3 separate regions of the Sus scrofa genome follow, and all the other regions are linked to region 1. A link is a contact called in public HiChIP or PLAC-seq and promoter capture Hi-C data. All regions are on one chromosome and are shown on one strand. The core of a region is the stretch at or near the end of the contact, and the rest is flanking DNA. Distances in the headings are between cores, read along the strand shown. Region 1 holds the start of EEF2K (eukaryotic elongation factor 2 kinase). Region 2 holds the start of IGSF6 (immunoglobulin superfamily member 6). Region 3 overlaps METTL9 (methyltransferase like 9).

What was found. Promoter capture Hi-C pulls out the DNA fragments that hold promoters and counts their contacts. HiChIP or PLAC-seq counts read pairs in DNA pulled down with a chosen protein or histone mark.
Region 2: a promoter capture Hi-C map of fetal liver shows a contact between it and region 1, with 2.5 times the contacts expected there. The contact joins the promoter of IGSF6 here to the promoter of EEF2K in region 1. A contact is called at or near these places in 1 of 5 promoter capture datasets (fetal liver), 1 of 47 Hi-C or Micro-C datasets (alveolar macrophages) and 1 of 2 datasets of contacts at active chromatin or transcription factors (alveolar macrophages).
Region 3: a contact with region 1 is called in an H3K27ac HiChIP or PLAC-seq map of alveolar macrophages. The contact joins the enhancer-like site here to the promoter of EEF2K in region 1. A contact is called at or near these places in 2 of 5 promoter capture datasets (fetal liver and liver), 4 of 47 Hi-C or Micro-C datasets (embryonic fibroblasts, fibroblasts, mesenteric adipose tissue and 1 more) and 1 of 2 datasets of contacts at active chromatin or transcription factors (alveolar macrophages).

The regions. Positions count from the first base shown.
Region 1 is chr3:23,977,739-23,982,691 of Sscrofa11.1, forward strand. It overlaps EEF2K (eukaryotic elongation factor 2 kinase), which reads right to left and starts at 2,493. Exons shown (of 19, transcript XM_003124551.6): 1 at 2,142-2,493.
Region 2 is chr3:23,670,148-23,675,100 of Sscrofa11.1, forward strand. IGSF6 (immunoglobulin superfamily member 6) reads left to right here and starts at 3,015. Exons shown (of 6, transcript NM_001243387.1): 1 at 3,015-3,127. The coding sequence starts at 3,061. METTL9 (methyltransferase like 9) reads right to left here. Exons shown (of 5, transcript NM_001243367.1): 5 at 1-620. The coding sequence ends at 415.
Region 3 is chr3:23,704,851-23,709,803 of Sscrofa11.1, forward strand. The region is part of intron 1 of METTL9 (methyltransferase like 9); the gene reads right to left. Among named protein-coding and RNA genes, the nearest start is that of METTL9, 13 kb to the right of the region's middle. Within about 2 kb of position 2,216, at least 6 of the 83 cell types and tissues checked have an H3K27ac peak or open chromatin away from gene starts, as enhancers often do. A contact at or near this core is called in alveolar macrophages, where this site is marked.

The DNA.
Region 1 (4,953 bases), core at 1,243-3,742:
ATCAGGAGACAGCCACAGACCAGCGCAGAGGGGAAAGAGGAAGCTCTGCTCCAGTTATGCAGGGGCCCAGGCTCCTTCCAGCTCGGGGCTCTGTCCTTCTCCAGGCCCTAAGTCCTCTAATCTCTGTGGGTCAATGGGAAAAGAGGGGCAGGTTTTTAGGGTCTGGGCTTGAGAGGGGCACCCACCATGTCTGCTCACATTCCATCAGCCAAAACTCAGTTCAGGCCCACCCAACTGGAAGAGAGCCTGGGAATCCATCTGGGTGACACCCCAGGAGAAGAGGACACAGGTGTTGGTGACCAAGAGCCATCTCTGTCACATAATACTTTAAAAAATGTTTTATGGAGGTCCCATTGTGGTGCAGCGGAAACCAATCTGACTAGTATGCATGAGATGGGGGTTTGATCCCTAGTCTCGCTCAGTGGGCTGAGGATCCGGCGCTGCCCTGAGCTGTGGGGTAGGTCAGAGACACAGCTCAGAACCCAGGTTGCTGTGGCTGAGGTGTAGGCTGGCAGCTGTAACTCCAATTCGACCCCTAGCCTGGAAACTTCCATATGCCCCGAGTACAGCTCTAAAAAGCAAAAAAAAAAGTTTTAAAATCATTTCAATGACACATCCTTAATTAGCCTTAATCAAAAAAGCACACACACACAAAAACAAAACTTCCAAGCACAGAATGTACACAAAGCATCACATGCAAACTGAGACTATTTCAAGTGATCATCAGGCCCCTACTTCCTGCCTCCCCACACCCTGCAAAAGATAAGAACTTGGGACCCCAGCCTACACCCTGTCTTTAGGAAGAACACGAGGAGTTCCCATCGCGGTGCAGCGGAAACAAATCTGACTAGGAACCATGAGGTGGTAGGTTCAATCCCCGGCCTCACTCAGTGGGTTAAGGATCCGGTGTTGCTGTGAACTGTGGTGTAGACTGCAGACACACCTGGGATCTGGCTTTGCTGTGGCTTTAGGCTGGCGGCTACAGCTCCGATTAGACTCCTAGCCTGGGAACCTCCATATGCCGGCTGGTGTGGCCGTAAAAAGACAAAAAAAAAAAAAAAAAAAAAAAAAAAAACCAAACAAACAAACAAAAAAACGCAACATCAAAGAACTTGAGAGGAAAGGGAGGCGGCAATCCCAACCATGTTACACCTGAATTCCCGTCATCAAGCAATATATTTGTTGAATACACACGTGAGCCAAAAGAATGAATGTGAGGTGTTGTGGAGCCCACAGAGGGAGAAGACACCTGCACAACTCCACCCCTATACCCTTCCTCCTCCCACTGGCATCCTTTCCAGCTCAGCTCAAGCATCACTTTCTTCAGGAAGTCTTGCCCAATAACCTTCCCCCCAACACACACACACACAGCGTTTGCTCTCCGCTCTCACCTGCTCGCTCTATATTCCCACAGTTCCGGGTATCTGCCCTTGGCTCATTCTGAGCCTCAAGTTCCTCCTCCGTAAAATCAGAGGGGGTGGACAATGTCCTGGCTGATGGGCCCCAAGGCAGGCAGCTTCCAGGGTGGAGGTCCCAGAAGTCAGGCTCTCACACCGCGTCCCCACGGGGCAGACGGAGCAGCCCCCCTCCCTCTCACTAGCCGGACAACCAGGCTGGTTCCCCGCGTTCCCCCAGGCCCGCGGAGCGGATCTAGGCCGGGACTCACCCGGTAGGCTCCCGCCCCCGCGTCGCCGCCCGCATATTAATGCCCAGTCTCTTGGCGCACACGTCCCCGGAGACTGCCAACACCCGAACTCCCGCAGCCAACAATGCAGCAAGGGCGCGTCTACACTGTCCTCGGGGTTCTGGGAATTAGGGCCTCTTGTTCGGGGGCCGGGGAAGGGGACGTGGCTCTGGGCCCTGCAGGGGAAGGAAGGCAGGGCTGTCCCCACCCTCTGCGGGCCCCGAGGCGCCCCGGCTGGCGGCCCCCAAGCTGCCTCTCCCACACCATCACGTGCCGAGTAGTTTTCCTATAGTCACTGCCGTGAATCTGCACGACGGCCCCATTTTACAGAAGCAAACACTGAGCCCCGAAGAGCCTAACCCTCACCCGTCCCTTCCGCCTGGGTCCTCACTTTTAAGCCCCAGCCTGTTTGCAGCGCCCGATCCCGGCTCTCAGAGCCAACCGCCACCCCACCTACCTGCTCCGGGCGGACAGGCGAGGCAGCCGCTGCTCACGGCCGCGAGGATCCAGAGGAGCTGGCAGAAGCTCGTGGCCCGGTGCTCCAGGGTGCAGGGCGGGCGGGCCCCCCGAGAGCGCCGGGGAGCGGAGAGCCGGGCGCGCAGGCGGGCGCTCCAAGGAGGCAGCTGCGGCCGCCGGACCGATCCCGGGGCGCAAGGGGGCACGCGGGGCTGCTGGAAGGATCCCGTGTGCTGGGGGCGCGTTCCAAGGGCGCGGGCGCAGACCACTGTCTGCGGAGCTGGGGCGGCTGCAGCGCTGGGTGTGCGGGCGGCGGATCCCCACTGGAGCCGAGCTGGAGCTGGGGCTTGGGTAGGAGGAGGCAGGCAGGGGCGGGGCCACGGCCGGGCGGGCACTCGGTGCATCGTTCACGTGGCCGCCCTCCCGTGGCCGTCACCGCTTTTGCAGCCGCCGCGTGGACCTGCCGGCGCTCCGTCCCCAGCTCCCCAGCCTGCTGAGTATACGGCTTCAGGGCCCATCGGGTGGGGAGGGCCTGGCACTGACCCGCCAAGGGACAGCCAACTCCTCCCTTGCGCACCGCACCTTACCATCCTCCATAGCTGGCTGCCTCGTTCTGTATTCAAGTCCTTTCCAAAGAGTGATCGCATGTCGTCGTTGGTACTTCTCTAAGCATAACCTTAAAATATTTTTATCAAGAATGGATCGCCCCCCCATCCCACCCCGGATTTCTGCTTCGTAAAAACTTAGGCGCTTATGACTACGGCAATCATGTGTATAATTTTTCTATTCTTTATTTTTGTCTTTTTAGGGCCCCACCCACTGGCATATGGAGGTTCCCAGGCTAGGCCTCTGAGCCGAGCTAAGGCTGCTGGCCCACGCCACAGCCACAGCATCGCTGGATCTGAGCCACGTCTGCGACCTACACCACAGCTCACGGCAATGCCAGATCCTTAACCCACTGAGTGAGCCAGGGATCAAACCTGCCACCTCATGGTTCCTAGTTGGATTTGTTTCCGGGGCGCCACGTCAGGAACACTAACTTTTAAATGTTTTCAATTTATAATGTTGTGCCAATTTCTGCTGTACAGCAAAGCAACCCAGTCACACATGTACATACATTCTGTCTCTTATATCATCTTCCATGGTGTCTATCTCAAGAGACTGGATACAATTCTCTATGCTATACAGTAGGAATGTGTATAATTGTTTAATATCATCTCTAGAGGTCCCTGACCTGCCTAGTACATTGCTGTCTGTATTCCTGTTAGCACATGGCCTGGCACATAGTAAGTGCTTAATAAATGCCTGTGATATGAATGAATAGATATGAAAAGTTATAAAGAAGAAAAGGCAATAAAACGAATGATAACTACTGTGCACACATGGATATTCTTCCAGATAAACCTTCTAGGGAAATTTTAGAAATTTCACAACTCTTAGAAATAAAAGTAACAGTGATGTTTATCGAGTGATTTATCTCATTCCTCTTCACACCAACCCTAGAGGTAGGTCTCACTAGCTTTACTCTACAGATCATAAAAATGAGGCTTTAACAAATACCGTAGGATGTCGCTTATATCTGGAATCTAATATACGGCACAAATGAAGCTTGTCACAGAAAAGAAATGCATGGACTTGGAGAACAGACTTGTGGTTACCAAGGTGGGGGAGGGAGTGGGATGGACTGGGAGCTTGGGGTTCATAGATGCAAACTACTGCATTTGGAGGGGATAAGCAATGAGATCTTGCTGTGTAGCACAGAGAACTATATCTAGTCACTTGTGATGGACATGATGGAGGATAATGTAAGAAAAAGAATATACGTGTGTGTGTATGTGACTGGGTCGCTTTGCTGTACAGTAGAAAATTGACAGAACACTGTAAACCAACTACAATGGAAAAAATAAAAATGATTTTTAAAAATGAGGCTTTAGAGATACATTTGCCCAGCAGATGTCCAAGGTGGCTCTTCTTGGTAAAGGGCATCTTTATTTCAGGGCTCCTGCTGGTTTGGGGTTAAAAAAAGAGAGAGAGAGAGAAATTTGAAGGACCCCCCCTCTTCTCCTGCAGGTAGGATGGAGGGACGGCCCCATGCGGAAGCAGCCAGGTGATTTGAGAAGGATGGGGAAAAGCTCCCAGTTGGGTGATGGCTTGTGGGGGCTGTTTAAACAGTTTGTGGTGGGATGTGAGACATAGCCCCCTCCCTACACCCCAAAGAGTTCTTTGGTCAAAGCCTGGAATGGTGTGACCAAATTCTCCCATGGAACTGGAGGGAGTGCTGAGTGTTCAGGTGAGTCCCAGGCAGACACAGAGAAACAAGTGTGGGCAGGCCAGAGACAGAGCTGCTATCTAGGTATCCATGTAGGCTATTTACATTTTCCTAACAAGAGTAGACTCTTATCTATTGCTCCTTGCTTTCCCTGAACACTAGCTTGTAAACATGTTTCTGTTGTCAAGGGCCACCTGTCATTTGTAACGCCTGCTTTGATGCACCTTTTTGGGGTTGTCATAAGAGCTGATATTTACAGGCCATTCACTTTGTGTCAGGCACAGTGGTAACCACTTTACAGACCTTCTCTCTTTTAATTCTCATCACGACCCTCTTATTTTGCCCACTTTGTACACAAGGAGGCGGGAGACAGGGTGAGTGACCCTCCCAAGGTAACAGAGTTAGTAAGTGGCAGAACCAGGATTGGACCCAGGTCCAGGTATATACGGACCCCTCCAGCGTCCTGTCCCTAAGCCTTGCCTCTTCCGTTTTTGTGGACCCTAAAAATGCAGGTCCCACTGGGAGAGTGAAGTTCTTCAGTTTA
Region 2 (4,953 bases), core at 1,765-4,264, 310 kb before region 1:
CTATAACTTAGAACCAATACTTGCAACTGGCTGGACAGCTTTACTGCCAGTCTTCACTGTGTTAAAAACGATCCATAGTTATTGGTTCCATGTGAAGTCATGACTATTGCTTTGACTGCGAAGGAGTCCCTACTGCACTTAAGTATAAAAAATATCTTCCGTCATTGGAGAGTGACCTGCATTACTGAGTCAAGAGGTGATAAAAATCCTCAAAGAGTTGGGCTGCTGTGTTTTAAAAACATTCCTTTTACGCACTACAAAGAGATAATTAGTATTTTGGCTTTTGAAATTCCTACGTGATACTCGGGAACGGCAGCCCCCAAAGGTCCTCCCTTCGTGTCATTGAGGACGCAGACCCTCTCCTGGAGCGTACGTTCTTGGGGGGGGACCCCGAAGACTGCGATCGCCACACGCTTATACTGGTTTGAGGACAAAGACAGCGTCGTCCAAAACGTAGTAGTCATTGTACATGTCGCCTTCACACAGGTATGGCAGTCTGGTGAACGCTTCGATGACAAACCCAGCTTTTCTGAAAACCTCAGGCAGACTGTTCACTTGCTCTTCCCAGTTCTGTCCCTTGATTTCCAAAATTTCGGATGGTTTATCCCACTTGCCACCTACTAAAACAAAGGAAAACATTAAGTTAAATTCTTGAACAAACAAGTTACTCACAGAGCGGAAGAGCAATATCGGCCCAAGGATTTGGTGTGTGCCAAGAACTGGGTGCTTTGACGGATTATCTCCCAGGTACCCCAGCAGGAGGAGGACAGAGAGAGGAAGTCCACGCTTAGGAGGAATGAAGAACCCACACCTGAAAGGTTAATAAAGGGGAAGCAGAGATACAAACCCTACAGTTCCCGTCGTGGCGCAGCGGAAATGAATCCGACTAGGAACCATGAGGTTGTGGGTTCAATCCCTGGCTTCGCTCAGTAGGTTAAGGATCCAGCGTTGCCGTGAGCTATGGTGTAGGTCATAGACTTGGCTCGGATCTGATGTTGCTGTCGTGTAGGCGGCAGCTGTAGCTCCGAGTGGAGCCCTAGCCTGGGAATCTCCATATGCCGCGAGTGCGGCCCTAAAAAAAGAGAGAAAAAAAGAAATGCGAACCCTGGTTTAACTGGATCCAAAGCCCACAATTTCTCTGACAGTTTCAGGAATCACCCTCCTTTAGACTGACTGGGGAGCAAGGGTTAATGTGGTTGGAAAACTGCTCATTAAAGACTGCAAACCTGAAGCAGAGAGTAACAAAATTTCAAAGCGGGTTTTGGATAAACCCACGAAAATGCCACTCATGTTAAATTATGCAACAAATTAACTAGAGAGGTTTATCAGGCTGAAAATAAAAGCAGGCTAGCAAAGGATTTTAATTTATAAAAACATCATTCAGTGTGTTGTTCAAAGGCGCTCAATCCCACTTTCTAACTTTTCCGAACAATTTCACAAATGTGAAGCTCCAGAACTAGAGAGGGGTTAACACACTATAGTGGATGAATCAACCTAGTATTTCTTGGAAATACTAGGACACACACTGTGTTATATATAAATCTGGAGGTGCTTACAGATGCTCTGATGATGTAAACAATACACAATAATATTAAAAGTGTTACTAGGAGTTCCCATTGTGGCGCAGTGGTTAACGAATCCGACTAGGAACCATGAGGTTGCGGATTCGATCCCTGGCCTTGCTCAGTGGGTTAACGATCCGGTGTTGCCGTGAGCTGTGGTGTAGGTTGCAGACGCGGCTCGGATCCCGTGTTGCTGTGGCTCTGGCGTAGGCCGGTGGCTACAGCTCCAATTCGACCCCTAGCCTGGGAACCTCCATATGCCACAGGAAGCGGCCCTAGAAAAGGCTAAAGACAAAAAAAAATGTTACTAAATTCAGACTGAGGAGGATAGCTTTCAGTAAATGAGACAAATATATAATCAACAGGTGCCAAGAGTACAAACACTACAGTGGAAAGATTTTGCGTGCTTTTCGGTGGCCCAGCACCCCTCTTCCTAGAGGGAGGCACCGCCTGGGGAAGCAGCTTTCCCCGCCTTTCTTGCAGCTAAGGCACTGGAACATGACCTAAGTTCACACACAATCGCCTGAGACCTGGAAGGAAAAGCTAACAACCCCAAGTGGGGACTCGAGGTTTGTTCTCCAGGGAGGCGGAGCAGTGGTGTTAGACCAGGAGGCTGGGGCAGCGCTGAGCAGTACTGACAGGCTTTGGTCCATGCTGCAGCATCAAGTGCTTGGGGGCAGCAGTGTGCTCTTCAGATCAGGTGGGTTTTTTTGCTTTTTAGGGCCGCAACCAAGGCATCATAGAAGTCCCCAGGCTAGGGGCCGAACTGGAGCTACAGCTGCCAGCCTATGCCACAGCCACAGCCACACGGGATCCAAACCACATCTGTGACCTACACCACAGCTCACGGCAACACTGGATCGTTAACCCACTGAGGGAGGTCAGGGATCGAACCCGCATCCTCAGGGATACTGGTCAGATTCATTACCCCTGAGCCACAGCGGGAACCCCCCAGATAGGTTTTACAGCATGTCTAAGAGCAATTTTCTTGCCTGTAGACCCATACACGTGTCTCCAGTCTTCCCAATGACTCTCCAAGCTACCCCCAAATCCTTGCAATAAATTCCCTTTTTCAAGTCAGCCCACAACTGAACTAGCCTGGAAATGGACAGGACAAATTACCGGTGGAAGACTACTTCCTGGGAATAGGCACCACCTCTAAAACAAAAGCTCACTCGCCACATGGAACACTTTCGAGGATTTGCAAAACCCAAGAAAAAGGGACCCCATGAACATTCAGAAATGTGCTGGAGGCTTAAAAAAAAAAATCTCCATTTTAAATGGTGAAACTAGGTTACCAACAATTGTTACACAATTTCAAAAAGTTCCTGATTATGGTTCCTTAATAACAGTTCCTCTCTCCTCCTTCTTCCTTTCTAAAAAAAGCAGCAGCAGTGGCAGCCAAGGCTCTTTAAACACTCCCCCACCTCACACACTCACACTCACACACATTCACACACACACACACACACACACACACACACGCACACACACAGAGATGGCCACTGTGAACGGAGGCACCATCACTCTCGGTCTGGAAATCAGTCTGGTTCTATTGTGTGTCGGTAAGGTTCTCTTTCTTTCTCCTCCGTTTCATTTAAATCCATTGCTGTTGTTAGCCAGATTCATTTTTATTTCAAGCCCCTACGGATGAATTGTTAAATGTATGGCATTATGGAAATTGTCTAAGGTGATCAATTTCTTGTTTCCAGAGAAATGGGTCATAAAATAAGAGCTGAGAAAACGGTTCATGCTAACATTCAAAATCCCCTTTGCTGTGATGCTGCTTTTAGAGCAGGCAGATCTCTCTCCAGACAAAGGGCTGAAACATTCATACAGTCACGTTTGTCAGCAACAATTTAGTTCCCGTACCGGTAAAGTCACTCGACACGCTACCGAATTATTTTTAAAGATTGGTGTTTCAGAAAAGCTGAATTTCTATAAATTAGAGTACTTGCCATTTAAAAACAAAAAAAAATGGCTCCTTACTTGAAGAAAAATCTTCCCAAAATATACGGCTGCCTGTACCTGGCTTTTTCTCTCTGATAAAGAAAGTGTTTCCTATGTCACGGTGCTAATAATCTCATCTTAGGTCTAATAAATCTAATAAGCTCAAAGTTGCTCACAAAGTTTAGATCATAGGGTAGGGAAAGGAGAAAAATCCCTTCGAGTTATTTTTTTTCTCATCTGTACAGAAATATATTGAAATCTTCACAGTGGTGGAGAGGTGAAGGGACCACGGGTGATTTTTTTGCTTCTACTTTCAGTAATAGTCTTTTTTTCCTAGAAAGAAGATAATACATTTATAAACTATGTCAGTATGATTTTAAGGAAGAATCCTTAGCTCTTAAAGATGATATTCTGAACCATGTGCAGATAAAATATCTGGAATTTTCCCTAAAAGGACACGAGGTGAAGGAACAAGTAGGAAGAAGAGCTGAAACCCTGGGGTGCAGTCGGGGATGGCAGAGAAGGCACTGCGCTGGCCAACCACCGCCTTGTGTTCCAAATTTCCCTTAAAGGCTTCTTTTAGAAAGTGTCAAACATTTGTTTTCTAGATATTTTCTAGCTTGGTCTTCAAAAACAGTAACTTTTTTTATTCCCTCCACCAAGGAGATAAACAACCTTTTCAGAGGGTATTGTGTTTAGGGGAAGAAAAAAAAAAAATTCCTGCAGAACATGAGAGTTCTTAAAGAGAAATTGTCCGGAGCGGCTGTGGGGTGACATGTCCCCTGAGCTTCCCCTTTGCTCTGGGGCATTGCTTCACTGGAGTGGGGGAGGTGTCCCCACTCCCGTGCTCTCACAGGAAAACCACGGATGGCCTCTGGGTCTTCTCTGGGCTCTAAGGCACAGCAGTCAGAAAAGAGCAGAGACAGGAAAACTCCAAAGTTGCAAATATTGCGTTTACCCTGGAGCACACATTCTCGGAGAAGAGTGTTGAAAGGCAGCAGCTTCCCCTTTAAAAACTCTGTGACAGAGGATCTGAGGCGGGGACACTGCTGGGGAACGCTGTCGGTCGCATCCTGGCAGGCCCTCTCCCATTTCCCCGGTAGGTACTGAGCACCACACCTTGCTTGGAAAGTCTATCTCCACTTCTAAGGAGCCGAGTCTTCGAGGGAGCCGTGCGGTCGCATTTATCAGCTAAGCTAAGCTCCTGAAGATGTGAAAAGCCTGGTCTTCTCCAGGTGACTATCCTCTCATCTGGAGTCTATTGATCAGGTCGCTCAAAAGCACCCAGCTCTTCTCCAAATTGTACAAATACTAAAATGAAACCACGGCGAGAACAGATTGGCATCGCAAATGGCAGGAGTCTAGTTTTAATTTCTTCTGTTCTGGCTAGAGACCCATCAGAAAAATCCAGTGGAAACTTAAGCCTCAGACCACCTGAATG
Region 3 (4,953 bases), core at 966-3,465, 270 kb before region 1:
CTTCCTTCTACAAAATTTCCCATTTAATTCTCATAACCCTCGAGGGAGTAGAGGGAGTGGGGGCGGGAGGTTTGCGAGTCACGCAGCTCCGCAGGCAGCAGAGCCAAGAGCTGACTCCTAGTCCACCACTTCTGCCATTACAGCCCCTGCACCCCAGCTTGGGAAAGCTCTGTGGGCCCCTCCTTCACCGCGATTCAACATGAGAAGGCAATAACTACCAATATTAACCTTGTTTCTATTTTTTTATTTTTATTTTTTTGTCTTTTTAGCTATTTCTTGGGCTGCTCCCGAGGCATATGGAGGTTCCCAGGCTAGGGATCCAAACGGAGCTGTAGCCACTGGCCTATGCCAGAGCCACAGCAACGCGGGATTCGAGCCGCGTCTGCAAGCTACACCACAGCTCACGGATCCTTAACCCACTGAGCAAGACCAGGGATTGAACCCTCAACCTCATGGTTCCTTGTCGGATTTGTTAACCACTGAGCCACCACGGGAACTCCTAACCTTGTTTTTAGATAAGAGAACAGTCACACAAAGCAATGATTTAACTCGAAACCACCAAATCAATCAAAGGCAGAGTAAGGAGCAGAATGTAACATGCCAGTGGCCCTGTTACACTGCCCTACTTGTAGGCTACATAGAGACCTTTAGAAATACGGAGGTGTGCTCTACCAGGTCCTGCAACATTCTAACAGACAGGGGCCAGATGAGCTTGGGAAAGATTAAGTTATTTAAGGCTACATGGCGATCAATGAAGAGACAAAGTAATAACACACTATGAAGCAGATTTCCAGAAACAGGCTCTAACCAGCATGCACTTTTTAGAACAAAATTCAAGAAGCTCAACTGTGGGAATTCCCACCGTGGTTCAGCGGAAATGAATCCCACTAGCATCCATGAGGACGTAGGTTCAGTCCCTGGCTTCGCACAGCGGGTTAAGGATCCGGCGTTCCTGTGAGCTGTGGTGTAGGTTGCAGATGTGACTCTGAACTGATGTGGCTGTGGTGGAGGCTGGCAGCCGTAGCTCCAATTGGAGCCCTAGCCTGGGAACCTCCATATGCTGCGAGTTCAGCCCAATAAAGAAGGGAAAAAAAAAAAAAAAAAGAACCTCAACTGTGGATGAAGTATATGTAATCTTGCATAATAAATGATTCTCATTTTCATTCTGAGTTCACCAGAGAGGGGGGAGCCAACTGCAGAGCACAGCAGCTTTAAAGTCAGCCCATCACCAAGTCCCGGATCAGCCACTCCTGTTATGTAAGCTCACATAATCTCTCAGCTTCTGTAAATTCATCTGTACACTAGAGATGTCACTATCCATCCTGATGGCTTATGGAGAAGATTAAACAAGATAAAGCAGGCAAATCCTCAATATGGGACCAGACACACAAGAGACTCCTATCACAGGAGTTCCCGTCATGGCTCAGCAGAAACAAATCTGACTAGCATCCATGAGGACTCAGGTTCAATCCCTGGCCTCGCGCAGTGGGTTAAGTTGCCATGAGCTGTGATGTAGGTCACAGATGCAGCTCGGATCTGGCTTTGCTGTGGCAGTGGTGTCAGCCAGTGGCTACAGCTCTGATTCAACCCCTAGCCTGGGAACCTCCATACACCAGGGGTGCGGCCCTAAAGGGACCAAAAAAAAAAAAAAAAAAAAAAAAAAAAGAGAGAGACTCCTATAACAATAATAACAATGAGATCAAGTCCTCTAATATGTCCTAATGAAGTAAACTAAAGCCGTTAAGGACCACGATGAAAACTGTAGACCAGTTACTATGAATCCATTATCTGCTAAGAAGTAATCAATTTCTCCTAATAAGGAGCCAAAAGTAATCTGCCTCCCCTGAAAAATACGTCCATTCAGAGTTCCCATTGTGGCAGAGTGGTTAATGAATCCGACTAGGAACCGTGAGGTTGCAGGTTCGGTCCCTGCCCTTGCTCAGTGGGTTAACGATCTGGCCTTGCCGTGAGCTGTGGTGTGGGTCGCAGACTCGGCTCGGATCCCGCGTTGCTGAGGCTCTGGCGTAGGCCGGTGGCTACAGCTCCGATTGGACCCCTAGCCTGGGAACCTCCATATGCCGCGGGAGCGGCCCAAGAAATAGCAAAAAGCCAAAAAAAAAAAAAAAAAAAAGAAAAGCCCATTCATCAGCAGGAGGTGTCCTGTAACTGCTTGCACCATTTTACAGTCATCCTAAGCTTGCCTAATATTGAATGAAATCTTGAGCAACATTCCTGACACTAACACTGAAAGGAACCAGTTATAATCTAATACAAAGAAGCAAACAAGTGCTTTAAAATTTCAAAGACTGGAGTTCCCAGTGTGGCTCAGTGGTAAACAAATCTGACTAGCATTCATGAGGATGCAGGTTCGGATCCCTGGCCTCGCTCGGAGGGTTTAAGGATAAGGATCCGGTGTTGCCACGAGCCATGGTGTAGGCTGCAAATGTGGCTCAGATCCTGCGTTGCTGTGGCTGGGCGTCGGGGTCAAAGTAGCCTGGGAACCTCCATATGCCGGGGGGGGGGGGTGCAGCCCTAAAAAGAAAAATAAATAAATAAATACAATAAAATGACAAAGACCAACTAATAAGCTTTTTACAAATCTGTGCCCTAAGTAGATAAACCAAATCTTTCCAATTGTTGACTGATTTGTGTTATTTGGCCATCAAACACTGTTACCAAAACTGCTTGAACATGACGCTATTTTTATTTTTCCCACTCTACTTGACAAGTTATAAAGCTTCGTACATGCACGGCCTATACCTTTTTTCCTTGGTCTGAAAATGTTCAGGATTTAATCATTAACTAACGCTTAATACTCATTGTGCCTGAAGTTATGCCCCAGTGCAGGTCATAGACCATTTTTTATTACAGTCCTGACCTCCTGGTTCACATTCTGAACTCTGTAATACTAAGACCATTCTACCTTTTTTTTTTTTCAAATCCTCTGAAATGACTAATCAAGATGAAAGCCATTACCTTGGTAATAGGCAATCAGGTACATTCTATTAATGTGGACAAGAAGGCATTCAAGTGGAACAGAGGAGCTAAGAATTCCTTGGCACCCACTTGTAAATGGACCATGAGAACAATAACGGACCCTGACTTCCAGGACTAAGCAAGAACTGGCACCATTAACTGCACATAATACTTGCAAGGGCCAAACGGAAAACTCAAGTTTTTAACAGCATTTCTCTCAATTCATCAACGTTAACACATGCGGTTGAACCTAAATGCCGCACAAATCTTGCAGAAAAGAAAATGCTTACTGGACAGAATGTGCTACAGAATAAAAAGGAGCCAAGCCCTTCTCTTTAAAGATAAAAGGGTGAGGAGTTCCTGTTGTGGCTCAGTGGTTAACAAATCCGACTAAGAACCATGAGGTTGCGGGTTCGATCCCTGGCCTTGCTCTGGCATTGCGGACGCAGCTGGGATCCCGAGTCGGATCCCGAGTCGCTGTGGCTGTGGTGTCGGCCAGTGGCTACAGCTCCGATTCGACCCCTAGCCTGGGAACCTCCATATGCTGCGGAAGCGGCCCAAGAAATGACAAAAAAAACAAAAAATAAAAAAATAAAAGGGTGAAATTTAGGTTCGTCCTGCCCATTTGTGGGATACAAACATCGATGCCATAGCAGCATGATTCATAACTACCGAAAAGTAGAAGCAACTCCAATGTCCATCGAGTGATGAATGGATAAACGAGAGGGGGAGTGATGAATGGATAAACGAGAGGGGACTGGTCCATTCTACAGAACACTATTCAACCACAGAAAGGAATGAGGTACTGATTCATGAGAGGACATGAAGGAACCCTGAACATAACACGAAGTGAAATACGCCAGTCGCGAAAGGCCACAAATTACATGATTTTATTCACACGAATTGTCCAGAAGAGACAGATCCAAAGACAGAAGGTAGATTGTGGTTGCCAAGGGTTTAGGGAGAGGAGGCACTGGGGAGGGTCTACAATGGAATGTGGGGTTTCTTTACCAAGTGATGGAACCGTTCTAAAATTAGAGAGTGGTGATGGGTGTACAACTTCGTGAATATACTAACAACCACTGAATTGTACACTTTAAAAAGAGGAATTTCATGGTCACGAAGCATATCTTGACAAAGCTCTTATTTTTTTAAGACATGCATATACATCTAATGCAGGTGGGCATTTTTGGTCTTTCAGAAATTTAAAATGGTTTGAAAATTTAAGTGACCAGGCAAATCACTGTCAAAATTCAAATCTTTAGGAAGTTCCCCTCATGGCTCAGTGGAAACGAATCTGACTAGTATCCACTGGGGACACAGGTTTGATCCCTGGCCTCACTCAGTGGGTTGAGGATCCTGGCATTGCCGTGAACTGTAGGGTAGGTCGCAGACGTGGCTCAGATCTCGGATCGGGCGTTGCTGTGGCTGTGATGTAGGCCAGTGACTACAGCTCCAATTCGACCCCTAGCCTGGGAATCTCACACCCTAAAAATACAAAAAAAAAAAAAAAAAGCAAATTTTTAAATGCAAAACTAATCATGTCACTACTTCGCTTCACAGAAGTCTTATGAAGATTAATATCCAAAATACCTAACATGGCTTATAAGGCCCTACATGGCTTGTCAGCTCATGACACCCCCTACCAACCCATTAACACCCAGCCACTCACTATGTCCCAAAGCTGCACCCTGCTTTCTTTTTCTGGAAGGCTTCTTTCCCGAGGCTGTTTTCACATGATCTTTGCTCATCCCCTGCATTTCCCACCACCCCAACCTGCTCCCTCTGGTTAATGCAAGCTAAGCCTCAGTATGTCTTCAGGTATGTTTCCCTTGAACTTCCAGACGAGGACGGATCCCCTGTTCTAATGCTCTCTCACATCCCCCAAGTCTCCGAGGTAAGAGTTATGACCACTGAGCTGCATACCTGTATATAACTGCATGGTCAGTGTCTATTTTCCCAGGCAGACAGAAAGCT